Linked DNA regions of Mus musculus: regions 1 and 2 are each linked to region 3. Evidence: chromatin contacts called from public promoter capture Hi-C data. All regions are on one chromosome and are shown on one strand. The core of a region is the stretch at or near the end of the contact, and the rest is flanking DNA. Distances in the headings are between cores, read along the strand shown. Region 1 overlaps Dennd3 (DENN/MADD domain containing 3). Region 2 overlaps Dennd3 (DENN/MADD domain containing 3). Region 3 overlaps Ptk2 (PTK2 protein tyrosine kinase 2).

Region 1 (4,087 bases), core at 8-2,507, 190 kb before region 3:
CCCCCACCCTCCCAGGTATCTCTTCACTTCTGGGACACACCATCCCTGGACTGACCCTGAGCCTTCAGCCAGAGCACATGGGCACCATCTCCCAGGAAGCCACCTTGGAAATAGCCATTTAAGTGTCCAGTGATAGGAGAGAGAGATATTGAAGACTGGGAGGGTGTTGGGCAGGGTCAGAGCAGACCCTGCTGCACTTGTCATGAGGAAAGGCTGGGAAATGAACTCAGTAGCCACTCCCAGATCTGTGATACCTGAAGATGCCAACGAGCAGCTGTAGAGTGATGTGCTGAATCTTGCAGTTGAGAGTCTGCTGCCAGGCTCGGCGGCGGGCTCGGCCCTCGTTCAAGTCTGTGCTGGCACTCAGGTGGGCAAGGTGCAAATCCGGGTGCAGCTGGAGACTCTGGACTCTGAGGAAAAGCAGGCTAAGCTGAGTACCTGGTGTGACGTGGGCAGAGACCAGGTAGACAGTTCAAGATGCTCTGATGCCCGTCATCAGTGAGGGAGGGCATTAAGGGCCCAGGGCTACAAAAGTTAATTCCCAATTCCAAATGTTACCACATGAAGGCCTCGCTTCAGACCCAATCAGGCCTCCTTCCAGGACACAAGACATTTCTGTGTCAGGGCTGCCAGGAGTTCCCATGGTTCCCGTGGTTCCCAACAGTGACCCATCAGCGACCCAGCAACATCCTTTGCCCAGGCAGGACCAGAAGCTACTCTGATCCTGAGTGCCACCATTCAGTGGTCTGGCATAGAGCGGCCATTGGCTCATCTGCAGGTCCTCAGGCACAGAGGAACTTACCCAAAGCCAAAGCCACCACACAGGCCTAGGCCCTGGCCTTCCTATCAGCATTCAAGCCCATGTTTTGAGAAAAGCTTGGTGATATAGGCTCAGTCCTCAGCATTTCAAGGACATGAAATCTGCCCAAGGGAGGCCCTGGGCATTAGCAAACAAGCCTGTCATTTAAAACAGGCGGGAGCAACACAAGTCTGGTCCACAAATGTTCTTTGTGCACCCACTGTGGGTCAGGCACAGACTGTGAGTATGGACCAGGCAGAGGCCCTACTGCATGGATCTTACGCCAGAATAGGGGGAAACAGAAAACAGAGAAGCCAGCCACAGAGCAGAACACGATCAAGGCCAGTGGAGACTCCCTATGGTGAGGCTATGATGGTGAAAAGGCAGACTATGGGAGGAGGGTGCTCCTGTGAGAGAGTCTGACCCTGCTCTGTAAGAGGCAAGGTACATGGCCCCTAGGGGTAAGGCAGAGGAGATGCTCTTGGGTGCCCACGGTGAGCTTGTAGGGCCTGGCATGATTCAAAACCACATGAACCATAAAGGAGCAGGTGCGGGTTGGTGTGGCTGCCCTGGGTAGGTGTCCCAGCCCTGCTGACCTGACCAGTGAGGCCTCACAGCTCCTTCCCCGTGTGACAGGGTTACGGCAACTGCACATAGCACCAAACTGACATTCGCCAGGCAGAGCACAGAGCAGGGGACAGGAGGGACAGAACACCAGGGACTCCCCTACATGAAACACAGCGGTGCTGCCTGCAGTGTGGTGGTCTTCTGTTTGGGCACAGTTTGGAGTAAGAAGCTGTTCCCTGTAGAACCTTGTCCTCCACACACACACAACACACACACACACACACACACACACACACACACACACACAGAGCCGGCACTACCAAAAAAGGGGCCCTTATTCCTGACCTACAGTGAAGAAAGCTTCTTATCAGAAGAAAAGGAAGAGCATTGTGGCCCAGGACCTCTAGGGGAATCTGGGAGAAAAAAACCCTACTGCCCTGTGTTCCTCCAGCCAAACATGTGTGTATATAGGTGTTGCTCTGTCTTCTAGGACAGTTAAGGAGCCCCCACAATGGCCTGGATCGGGCTTAGAAGTATATGGATCTGTCAGGTTTATAAAACAGTGTTCCTGGACTGAACCTCTGTGAGATGCTTCACCCACAGGCACATTGGGGGGGCGGGTGCTGCCAGCCACAGCAGGGACCCAACCCCACACCCCTGTACTTGGGTTCTGAAAAGCAAGCATGCCAACCATGCTAGGTTCTTCTGCCAAAGCAAACAGCACAGCCAGGTCAGCGTGGAATGACTCTGCCATGCTTATCAAGAGGAATATGTAAGAATCCACTCAGGAGCCTGACCCAACCCCCCAGGCCGCTGCAGGAAGATGGCTATAGCTGTAGCTCCCGCAGCCGTGAACTCCCCATGTTTTCCCTACCATCTCTTTGGTGTTTTGCCTGCATGCATGCCCGTGTGAGGGAGTCAGATCCCCTGACACAGTTACAGACAGCTGTGAGCTGCCATGTGGATGCTGGGGACTGGCCCTGAGTCCTCTGGAAGAGGAGAGAGCCAGTGCTCTTAACTGCTGGCCCATCTCTCCAGCCTGACTGCGGAGTCTTTCATGGGGCTTAGCATGTGCTGAGGCCCTGGGTTCTAACCCCACCACAGATCAAAGAACCCAGCTTTGAGAGCAGAGGTGTTTCAGGTGTGAAAGTCTGAATACCTGCATGTACCTAAACATATATGCATATAGTATATACACCTATGAATATGTATACACTCGTCATATACTATACATCTCAGTGCTGGACCCGAGCCTAAACACCGAGGTCATTTATATGAAGACATAGATGAAGGCACTTTACCACGGTTTTGGTTTTGGTTTGGTTTGGTTTTTTATTTTTCTAGGCAAAGAGTTTCTCTGTGTAGCCCTAGCTGTCCTAGAAATCACTCTGTAGACCAGGCTGGCCTTGAACTCAGAGATCCACTAACCTCTGCCTCCTGAGTGCTGGGGTTAAAGGTGTGTGCCCCCACCGCCTGGCTCATAAACCTGTGTTTTGAATGTGACCTGTCACATGAGATTGGATGAAACATTTTTTTCCTGGCCCAGAGTCAGCATTCAGAATGATACAGATGTTGAAGTATTTTAAAGCTTGGATTTTCAGACTAGAGATACTTTACCAACAATTAGCAGGCACCATCCAGGAAAGGGAATATCCACAGGGCCAGCATGAGAGCTTAGGAAAGCCCAGCACACATGCTCAAACACAATGCCCTGGCTTCCCAGCCCAGTGTTCCAGGACCCCCAACAGGAGGACCAAAGGGGACCAGAGAGCATATCTATACCTTAGCACTCAGAGGCAGAGATAGCAAGATTGGGAGTTTGAGGCCAGCCTTGACTACATAGTGAGACCCTGCCTAAAAAACATATAAGGGCTGGGCTGTAGCTCAGCAGGTGAGCATTTAAAATACACACACACACACACACACATACACACACACACACACACACACACACACACACACACACACATATCCTGGTGTGACCCCTAGAGCCAGGCCATGGTGGTTCATGCCTTTAATCCCAGCACTCAGAAGGCAGATACAGGTGGATCTCTGAGTTCAAGGCCAGCCTGGTCTATACAGAGAGATTCAGGACAGCTAGAACGACATAGTAAGACCTTGTCTTACAAAAGAAGGAGGAGGAGGGGGGAGGGGAGGGGGAGGAGGAGGAGGAGGAGGAGGGGGAGGAAAAGGAGGAGGAGGAGTATTATTCAGTACAATGCCCAAATCCTAACTACATAAAATATACATCCCAATGAGAAATTAGGGAAGTGGCAAACACAGACTTGGAACCCAGGCATGCTCAAACATACCATTTCACATTACCTCTGAATGAAGGTCTGTGCCAGCAGAAGGGGGACATCAGGAATGTCTATGTTGTCGTCAGAAGACTTGGAGCAGGTGACACTCCCGTGGTCAATGTCAATCAGGACCAAACCATCAGCTTCCTGGAAGGCAGAGGTCAACATAAGACTCCCAACTCTGCACACACCTTTAAAACGTAAGACTCTGACTCTGCACATGGCTTGAAAACCCTACAAATGTACTTGCAGTCCCTGAGGCAGTGCCAGGGTTAGGTCATCCTGCTCCATGCATCCTCCACAGAAGTGCAGGGTGCTGGGAGTTCTATCGATGGGTAAATCTGATTCAATGTGCCTGTCTCTTACTTCTCTGAACTGCGGGAAAATGGCCACAATGTATGCTTTACGACAGTATCTGTTC
Region 2 (4,093 bases), core at 1,079-3,578, 210 kb before region 3:
TGGAAGAGCAGTCAGTTCTCTTAATCACTGAGCCATCTCTCCAGTCCCCTTATTATTATTATTATTATTATTATTATTATTATTATCATCATCATCATCATCATCATCATCATCATTACCATCATCATCATCATCATCTATTTGTATGTTTGTATGCGTGCACACATATTGGAAGCTAGATGACAAATTGGGAGAGTCATTTCTCTCCATGATGTGTGTTCAAATTCAGGTTGTCAGGGTTGGTGGCAAGCAAGCAAGCACCCTTACCCACTAAGCCTCCTCACCAGCCCAGAAACCGCCAGTGTAGTTACACATAGAGTCCTTCAGTGCTTAGGAACTTGGGGCTGGCCGGGTCATGCCTGTGCTGTTGGGTGTGCTGGTCCGGGAGTCACTCACTCTGCGTACTTGTAAGCACCTTGCTCATCTAGACTTCAGTCCACTTGGGGCTGGTGTGGTGACTGAAGTGGGCAGGCTCCCGGCTTCCCATACAGAGATAGGCTAGCCCTCTGCCCTATGGTTACACAACCATTTGCCAACAGCATCCTCCTCAACCAAAGACAAGAGCAACACATAGCACCTGAAATGTCCCATACCATAGAGGGCAGGGGACGAGTGAGTATTCCGGTCTCCACCAAAGTCATTGCCCAGGTATAAGGTGCCCCACGGACAGGAGGGCAGAGTGGCCATAAGAGTTTTGCCCTTGTGGGTCAGGACCCTGTCCTATAGACAGAAAGCACCCTCGCTGTTTCTTTTTTTTTTTTTTTTTTAGAATTTAGACTGACCAATTCAGAGTCTGCCATTTATTTATTTATTTTTTTCGAGACAGGGTTTCTCTGTGTAGCCCTGGCTGTCCTGGAACTCACTTTGTAGACCAGGCTGGCCTCGAACTCAGAAATCCGCCTGCCTCTGCCTCCCAAGTGCTGGGATTAAAGGCGTTCGCCACCACGCCCGGCCCTCGCTGTTTCTAGAAGGGGGTTTCCCCTTGCCGCTGCCAGGCTGACCTCCAACCCAAGTCTAGACAGTTCATCCCAACCAAGATACCTGGAGTATACAGCAGGACTTCAATGGCTTGGGGAGCGGTCTCTCCGGCTGAAGGGTTAATCTTGTGTTTTAGGGTCTCCGAGGTTGTCTTTGGGACCGCCATGGGTGCTGAAACACAGGCACGAGAGTTGGGTTACCCGGTTCAAGGATAGAGGGACAGCAAGTAAAGCTTGCCTGTTAGTTTACTGTAAAATCGTACACGGCCTCAAGAGGGCGCTCTTGGAAAAACTGTTATGGAGAGTAGCATTGGAGGTGGCCCCTGGTGTGCACACCACAGGACGTGTGTGGAAATCAGAGAAGCACTAGTGGAAGTCAGTTCTCTCCTTCAGCCACGCGGATCTCAGAAACTGAGCTCAGGCCACCAGGCTTGGCAGCGAGTGCCTTTACCTAGTTAGCCAGCTTGCCAGCTTGAGGTCGCATTCATCTGTGAATGGACACTTAGTCTAGTTACATGACCAAGACACCACACTTGCACCTCTTTCTGCACAATCAAACACATTTCCAGACAGCGCTAAAACTGCCTTCCCTGGAGGTTTCTGAGACCACCTGCCAGATTGAATGGCCTTCCCACTAACCCTGAGGCACTTCCTCCTGTCCCCTGGATCCCCTGCACTGCAGTAGAGGCTATGCCTTAGGGACTCACTGGTGGCCTTTCACTTCTGATGTGATTGCTATTGTCCTCATTTTTCAAAAGAAACAACCAAGTCCTGTTCCTTGCTTGTAGAAGAACAGCAACCTGCCAGTCACTAGGCCTCCAGCATGGCTCCTGGGTTCCAACAATGCAGGAAGTGATGGCCGGACCCTCTGCCACTGCCTCTCCACCTGCTGCCTCAGGTGACTGACTCGGGTCCTTTCATTTGTATATTTATAGACCTGCCATCACAGGTGGACTCCATGTTTCCAAATTAAGCTTGGGATCTCATGTCGTGAGTCCTCACTTTGTTAAGCCATGCATTAGAAGGTATTTCTGGATTTGCTAAAACCAGGATCAGGAATTCGTCGTGCTGTGACCTGAGCTCGGATGGCTCCTCCTGCGTCCTGGGAACAAGGTGATGATGACAGATTGTGTGCTGGGTGTTACTATGGCAACTCTGTAAACTGTTTACAGAGGCCATGAACTGCTGTCACCGAGGAGGAGTACATTTAAAGTTGTATAAACAGCTGAAGTGTACTGTTTATTTGAGTTTACTCTCATCTGAGCACAGGAGCAGTTCTGTTGAGACCCAAAACTGTTAGAGCTCCCAGAGGGCTCAATGGGTCTCCAGGCAACCTGGGGACACCTGAGCCTCCTGGCTTCTGTCCCAGCTCAGGAACAGGTTCTATGACCAGAAAGCATCAGGGCCACACAGTCAGTGACACAGATTACAAAGGGAAAGGTGAAGCTAAGCCAAGGTGTCATTTTCTAATTCTTGGACAGCTGTTTGTAAAACCTGACTGCACACCCAAGACAGATGAAATGACACACACTTCACAGACATTCACAGCAGCCTTCCTTTGTTAGACAGAAGGCAGATCCAACTTAAGTGTCCACTACAGATGAAGGGTAGAGAGTATGTAATGCTGCCAAACAACACAGTACCGTAGCCACTAAAGAAATGAAGGACTGTCAACCCAGAGTTTGTCTTGCCTACAAGATGTGCAGGGATAAAGATGGAGCAGAGATCGAGGGAGCAGCCAAACAATGACTACCCCAACCTGAGACCCATCCCATGTGACCGAGTTAACCCCTGACACTATAATGATACTCTGCTCTGCTTGCAGACAGGAGCGTAGCCTAACTGTCTCCTGCGAGGCTTCATCCAACATCTGATGGGAACAGATGCAGAGACCCACACCAGAAATCAGGCAGAGCTTGGGGTGTCTTGTGGAAGAGTGGGGGATAGAAGTGAGCAAGCTGGAGGGGTCAAGGACACCACAAGAAGATCCAGAGTCAACTAACCAGCGACCATGGCAGCTCACAGAGCCTGAGCCACCAACCAGGGAGCACGCAGGAGCTGGACCTAGGCCCCCTACACATCTGTAGCAAAGGTGCAGCTTGATGTTCAGATGGTTGCCCTAACAAGTGGAATGGGGCTATCTCAGTCTCAGTTCCCTGCCACTGGATCCCCTTGCCCTACCTGGACTGCCTGGTTAGGCCTCAGTGGGAGAGGATGTGCCTAGACCTGCTGGGACTAGATGCCCCAGGGTGGGTGGTACCCAAGGGAGCGCTCCCCTTCCCTGCAGAGAAGGAGAGGGGACAACAGGGGAGGGATTTGTAAAGGTGGGACTGGGACAAGAGGAGGGAAGTAGGCTGTAATCAGGATATGAAGTGAATTACAAATAAAATAAAAACAAAGAAAGAAATGGGTTATATATATGCTTGCTTGCTGTATGAGTATGGGGACCCATGGTAAGCCAGGAGCCGGGTGGGGTGAGCCCCTGCAACTCCTGTTCCTATGGCTCGACAGAGGGCAGAGACAGCAGACTCCCTAGAAGCTTGTGGGCCAACTGGCCTGGTGTACACAGCAGTAAGTGACAAAAGTGACAGGGCCCCACCTGAAGCCAGGCGGAAGGTGAGGACCAACACCTGCATGAACACTCACCGTGGCACGCGTACATCCACTCACAAACAGCACACCTCACCATCAATACATTTTCCTTAAGGGAAAGGGCCAGCACAAGCCTCCTCACGGAGGCACTGAGGAAACACTGGGCTGAGTGAAAGGGTGGAGTCAGGAAGGCTCCTGGGTACGGGAGACACCCTGGACAGATGAGATCACGGTGATAGTGAACCAACAGGCCATCAGGGGCACAGAAGGAGGTGCTGAGCAGTGTGGGGGTTCCTCTTGCAGAGCGTGAGTGTGTCAGCCATCACAGGGATGGTGGCACTGCCCTTCAAGTACCCTAAACCTAGGAAGTCACAGCTTAAAGGGGTCCAGAACAAGAGTGATATCTCAGTATCAACAGGACCTGGATAGTGTGGCAGAGATCCCTACTTCACCAACCTGTGCTCCAAAATGAACTTCCTATTGTCGTTTAAGCTACACTTTCTTTGTGGCCTCCGTAGGTTTGC
Region 3 (3,794 bases), core at 1,078-3,577:
TGAACTCAGGACCTTTGGAAGAGTAGTCAGTGCTCTTACCTGCTGAGCCATCTCGCCAGCCCATAGCTTCTACTCTTAAATGTTTTTCTTTGAAGTCATTAATTAACTTTACAAGTTTTAAGTGCAAATTCAGTATTTGCTGAATGTATTTGTCAATACTTGGCTGATACTAAGGAGTAAAAGGCACAGATTTCTGCTCCCTGAATTGATAGAGTGTGGTAAGTGTTACATCCAAGTTGGGGATCTGGTGGCAGTCTAAAGTAGTTTGTCAGGTAGGCCCACCTGAGAGAGGCTTATCCTAGAAGGTGGAGGAAGGAACCTCTAACAGAAGGCTTGACAAAGAGCAGTGGGATAGCAGTGTGCCTGGCAGAGAGTGACCTTCCGACTTGTTTTTCTCTGACTTTCTCTCTTGTCTGGCATGGGATGAAATAATCTAAATTGCAGATCAATTCTAATCTATTTTTGCTTAAAAATGGTTGAATTAGAGGAGTAGTTTTCCTGTAGGAAACATGGCTGTGTCTTTTTTCAATGTAGTAAGCAGATAGATGTTGCTTCTGATGACTTAACAGGAAGACTGTGCTGTGCCCTCCCTCCTCTTTTTTGTTGTGAACATAGCAGCAGCTCCTTACCATAATATTGCAGCGGGCATTAGCATGTCTTCATCTCATTCTTTTCCTCTGGCTCATTATCAATATTTGTTTTGACTGTGGGGAAATAGTGGGAGGAAATATCTTTGTTTTGATTCAGGAAGTATTCAGGGTTAATGTGTTAGCTCTAGCTTTGTATTTTTAATTATTATTATTTGAAAAAATTCCTTTTAGTTCTTTTTTTCATGAGGCTTTTTTATTTATAGTGAGAAAGATGTTAAATTTTGTCAAATATTTTTCTACCTCTATTGATCACTTGAATTTAAAAAAATGTAATCTATTATGGTGTTAATTATTAAATTAAATATGGTTTTGATGGTAGAAATTGAACTCAAGTCATTCAGGTACTAGGCTTATGTATATCACAGTCTGATATATTAAGTTTTTAATGTTAAGCCAACTGTGGGGGTTGAATAAGACTGCACTTTCTACCCTCACCTCCCCATATATTCGAATGCTTGGTTTCCAATTGGTAGACAGTTGGGAAGGATTAGGAGATGTGGCCTTGTTGGAGTATGTGTGCCTTTGTTGCAGGAGTGCTTTGAGGTTTGAATAGTCCATGCCAGGCCCGATGTCTTTTTCTCTCTGCCTGCTGCCTGTGGATCAGGATGTAAAACTCTGAGTTGCTTTTCCAGCACCATGCCTGCCTGTGTGTCACCATGCTTTCTGCCATGATGATAATAGACTAACCCTCTGAAACTCTAAGCAAGCCTCTAATTTAGTGCTTTCTCTTTTAAGAGTCTTAATCATGGTGTCTTTTCAAAACAGTAGAACAGTGACTAAAGATAAAGTTGGTACCAGAAATAAGGTATTACTGTGACAGGCCTGATCATGTTGTCTGGAGGAATATGGAAGACTTGGGACTAAAAAGAGTATTGGGGCTTTGGACTAGAAAGGTGGTTAAACTAAACAGTACTTACTGGGCCATCCTAGTAGGAGCAGAGAAAACAGCGGTTCTGAGGGTGATATGGCCTGTAGGGGCTTACCTCAAGAAGTTTCAGAGGGGAAAAATATTAGCAAGTGGTTAATCACAAGAATGGCCTTGTGATATTTTGGTAAAGAATAACTGTTTTGGTCTGGTAAGATGACTCAGGGGTTAGGAGCACTGACTGCTCTTCTAAAGGTCCTGAGTTCATTTCCCAGTAACTACATGGTGGCTCTCAACCATCTGTAGTGAGATCTGATGCCCTCTTCTGGTGTGCCTGAAGACAGCTACAGTGTACTTACATATAATAATAAATAAATCTTTTAAAAAAAGAATAACTGTTTTCTGCGTTTGCTCAGAAACATCTGCTAGAAGCTAATTTGAAGAATTTTGGATTAATGGTGTTGATAGGAAAGCTTAAACAGGGAAGAAAAGCATCAACCACAGAAATTTGATGCAATCGTAATTGAAGGAGGGGCCCAGGTTCCAGCCCCAGCAAGCAGAAGAACTTGCCTGCTTTGGTCACATGAGTCTGGCTTTAGAATCAAGGATAAAGAAAAGGGTTATGGAACCTTCTCCACAGCTAAGGAAAGTCTCTGAGGCCAGGCAGGTCGTGTCAAGTGAGTCCTTGTATGGAGGCCAGGAGAGGCGATTGTGTGAAGCTGTAAAGGTGAAGCCTGGATTTTGTTGCTGTGCCCAAGCTGTTGGAAGTGCTAGAGCAGTAGGAGAGCTGCCAAGGAGAGCTGCTGACTGGGAATGGAAACAACCCAAGAGAGAGAACTGTGCTGCAGCCAGCAAAGCTGAAAGGACTGGATCTGAAGCGTTCTTTGATATTAGACATGGAGATGCAGTTTGGAGTTTGCCCTGCTGGGTTTTTGTCCAGTATTCCTTTACTATGCTCCTTTTTTCCCCTTTCCTCCCTTTTGAAATGTAATGTATATTCTGTCTCATTGCCTTTTGGAAGTATGTAATCTGCCTTTTGATTTTTGATTTTATAAAGAGTTCCAGTTAAGAGATTGCCTTGAGTCTTCTCAGAAGAGACTTTGGAGTTTTAAAGTGTTGAGACTGTGGTAGACTATGGGAACTTTTGAAGCTGAACTAAACACATTTTTTAACATGATACAGTATACAAAGCTACAAGCCTATGCAGACCAAGGAGTGGAATATGGTGGTTTGAATGAGGGCCCCCCTTATTTATTTGAATGCTTGGGAAGAATTATAAGATATGGTCTTTTTGGAGTAGGTGTGTTTTTCTCTGTCTGTTGCCTGTGAATCAGGATGTAAAGGTCTTTCTCTCGAACCATGCTTCCCTGTGTGCTGCTACGCTCCTCTTTATGATGATAGTGGACTAACTTTCTGAGACTATAAGTAGGCCCCCAATAAGAGTTGTCTTGGTCTCTTCACAGCAATAGAACAGTGACTAAGATCACTGACCTAACAGTGACCATGTATTCCTGATAATAAATTTGCTCTTAAACATTTTATACCATTGGTTTTTATTCTGTTGTGTTCAGTATATTTGTTATTTAGATTTTAGATTATTTGTGTCTGTTCATGAAGGATATCTGTTCATAACTTTTCCTTGTAATTGTTTTTTTCAGATTATCATTATCAAAGTATTGATGCTTCATAAAACAAGTGGGGAAATGTCTCTCAACTATGCCTTGATACCAAAATATTGGAGTTTTCCTAAGTACTGAATCCCTAGCAGCTAGTTTTCTGGCTTTCCTCATTGACTTGGCTTCTTATTAATTATAATTTTTTTTAAAAAGTACTTAATAAACTTTTGTGGTTTTCTCCCAACTAGACTGAAAACTCTTCTAGGGTAGGAAGTATATCTTGTTTTGCTCATTTTTGCTTTTAATTAATTATTTGGACTATGAGTAGATACATTTTCTTTGATAATGCAAGGCTCTGGTTACACTTCGTAGTACTACATGCACAAATGCAGCTCACTAACCCTCTGTGTATTGGTGCCTACTACAGTATAATAGTGGCTTAGTAAATATTCTTAGTAAATAATTACTGTGTGGAAGATGTGGCCCATTCCTTCACCTGTAAGAGAGAGGATGAATGCATCAGTGATATTGTTGGCCATGTCATAATACATTGCAGTTGAGCCTTTGCTGAGATGTAGGGAGTGGTAGTCCTTGATATGTGGTGTGGTCAGCAGGCCCAGGTGCAACAGGACATAGTGAGCAAAGAAAGTTTGTGACTGCTTG

Evidence for each region. Promoter capture Hi-C pulls out the DNA fragments that hold promoters and counts their contacts.
Region 1: a contact with region 3 is called in a promoter capture Hi-C map of cranial neural crest. A contact is called at or near these places in 8 of 39 promoter capture datasets (the 3T3-L1 cell line, 3T3-L1-derived adipocytes, the C10 cell line and 5 more), 2 of 484 Hi-C or Micro-C datasets (cerebral cortex and nephron progenitors), 2 of 130 datasets of targeted methods (embryonic basal ganglia and stem cell-derived neural progenitor cells) and 3 of 9 other capture datasets (adipose tissue, liver and pancreatic islet).
Region 2: a promoter capture Hi-C map of cranial neural crest shows a contact between it and region 3. A contact is called at or near these places in 5 of 39 promoter capture datasets (the C10 cell line, cranial neural crest, liver and 2 more), 1 of 484 Hi-C or Micro-C datasets (cerebral cortex), 1 of 130 datasets of targeted methods (embryonic basal ganglia) and 2 of 9 other capture datasets (adipose tissue and liver).

What each region holds. Positions count from the first base shown.
Region 1 is chr15:73,537,016-73,541,102 of GRCm38.p6, reverse strand. Dennd3 (DENN/MADD domain containing 3) reads right to left here. Exons shown (of 23, transcript NM_001081066.1): 8 at 3,692-3,813; 9 at 255-410. Among named protein-coding and RNA genes, the nearest start is that of Dennd3, 26 kb to the right of the region's middle.
Region 2 is chr15:73,559,381-73,563,473 of GRCm38.p6, reverse strand. It overlaps Dennd3 (DENN/MADD domain containing 3), which reads right to left. Exons shown (of 23, transcript NM_001081066.1): 17 at 1,042-1,149. Among named protein-coding and RNA genes, the nearest start is that of Dennd3, 49 kb to the right of the region's middle.
Region 3 is chr15:73,351,379-73,355,172 of GRCm38.p6, reverse strand. The region is part of intron 2 of Ptk2 (PTK2 protein tyrosine kinase 2); the gene reads left to right. Among named protein-coding and RNA genes, the nearest start is that of Gm41344, 42 kb to the right of the region's middle.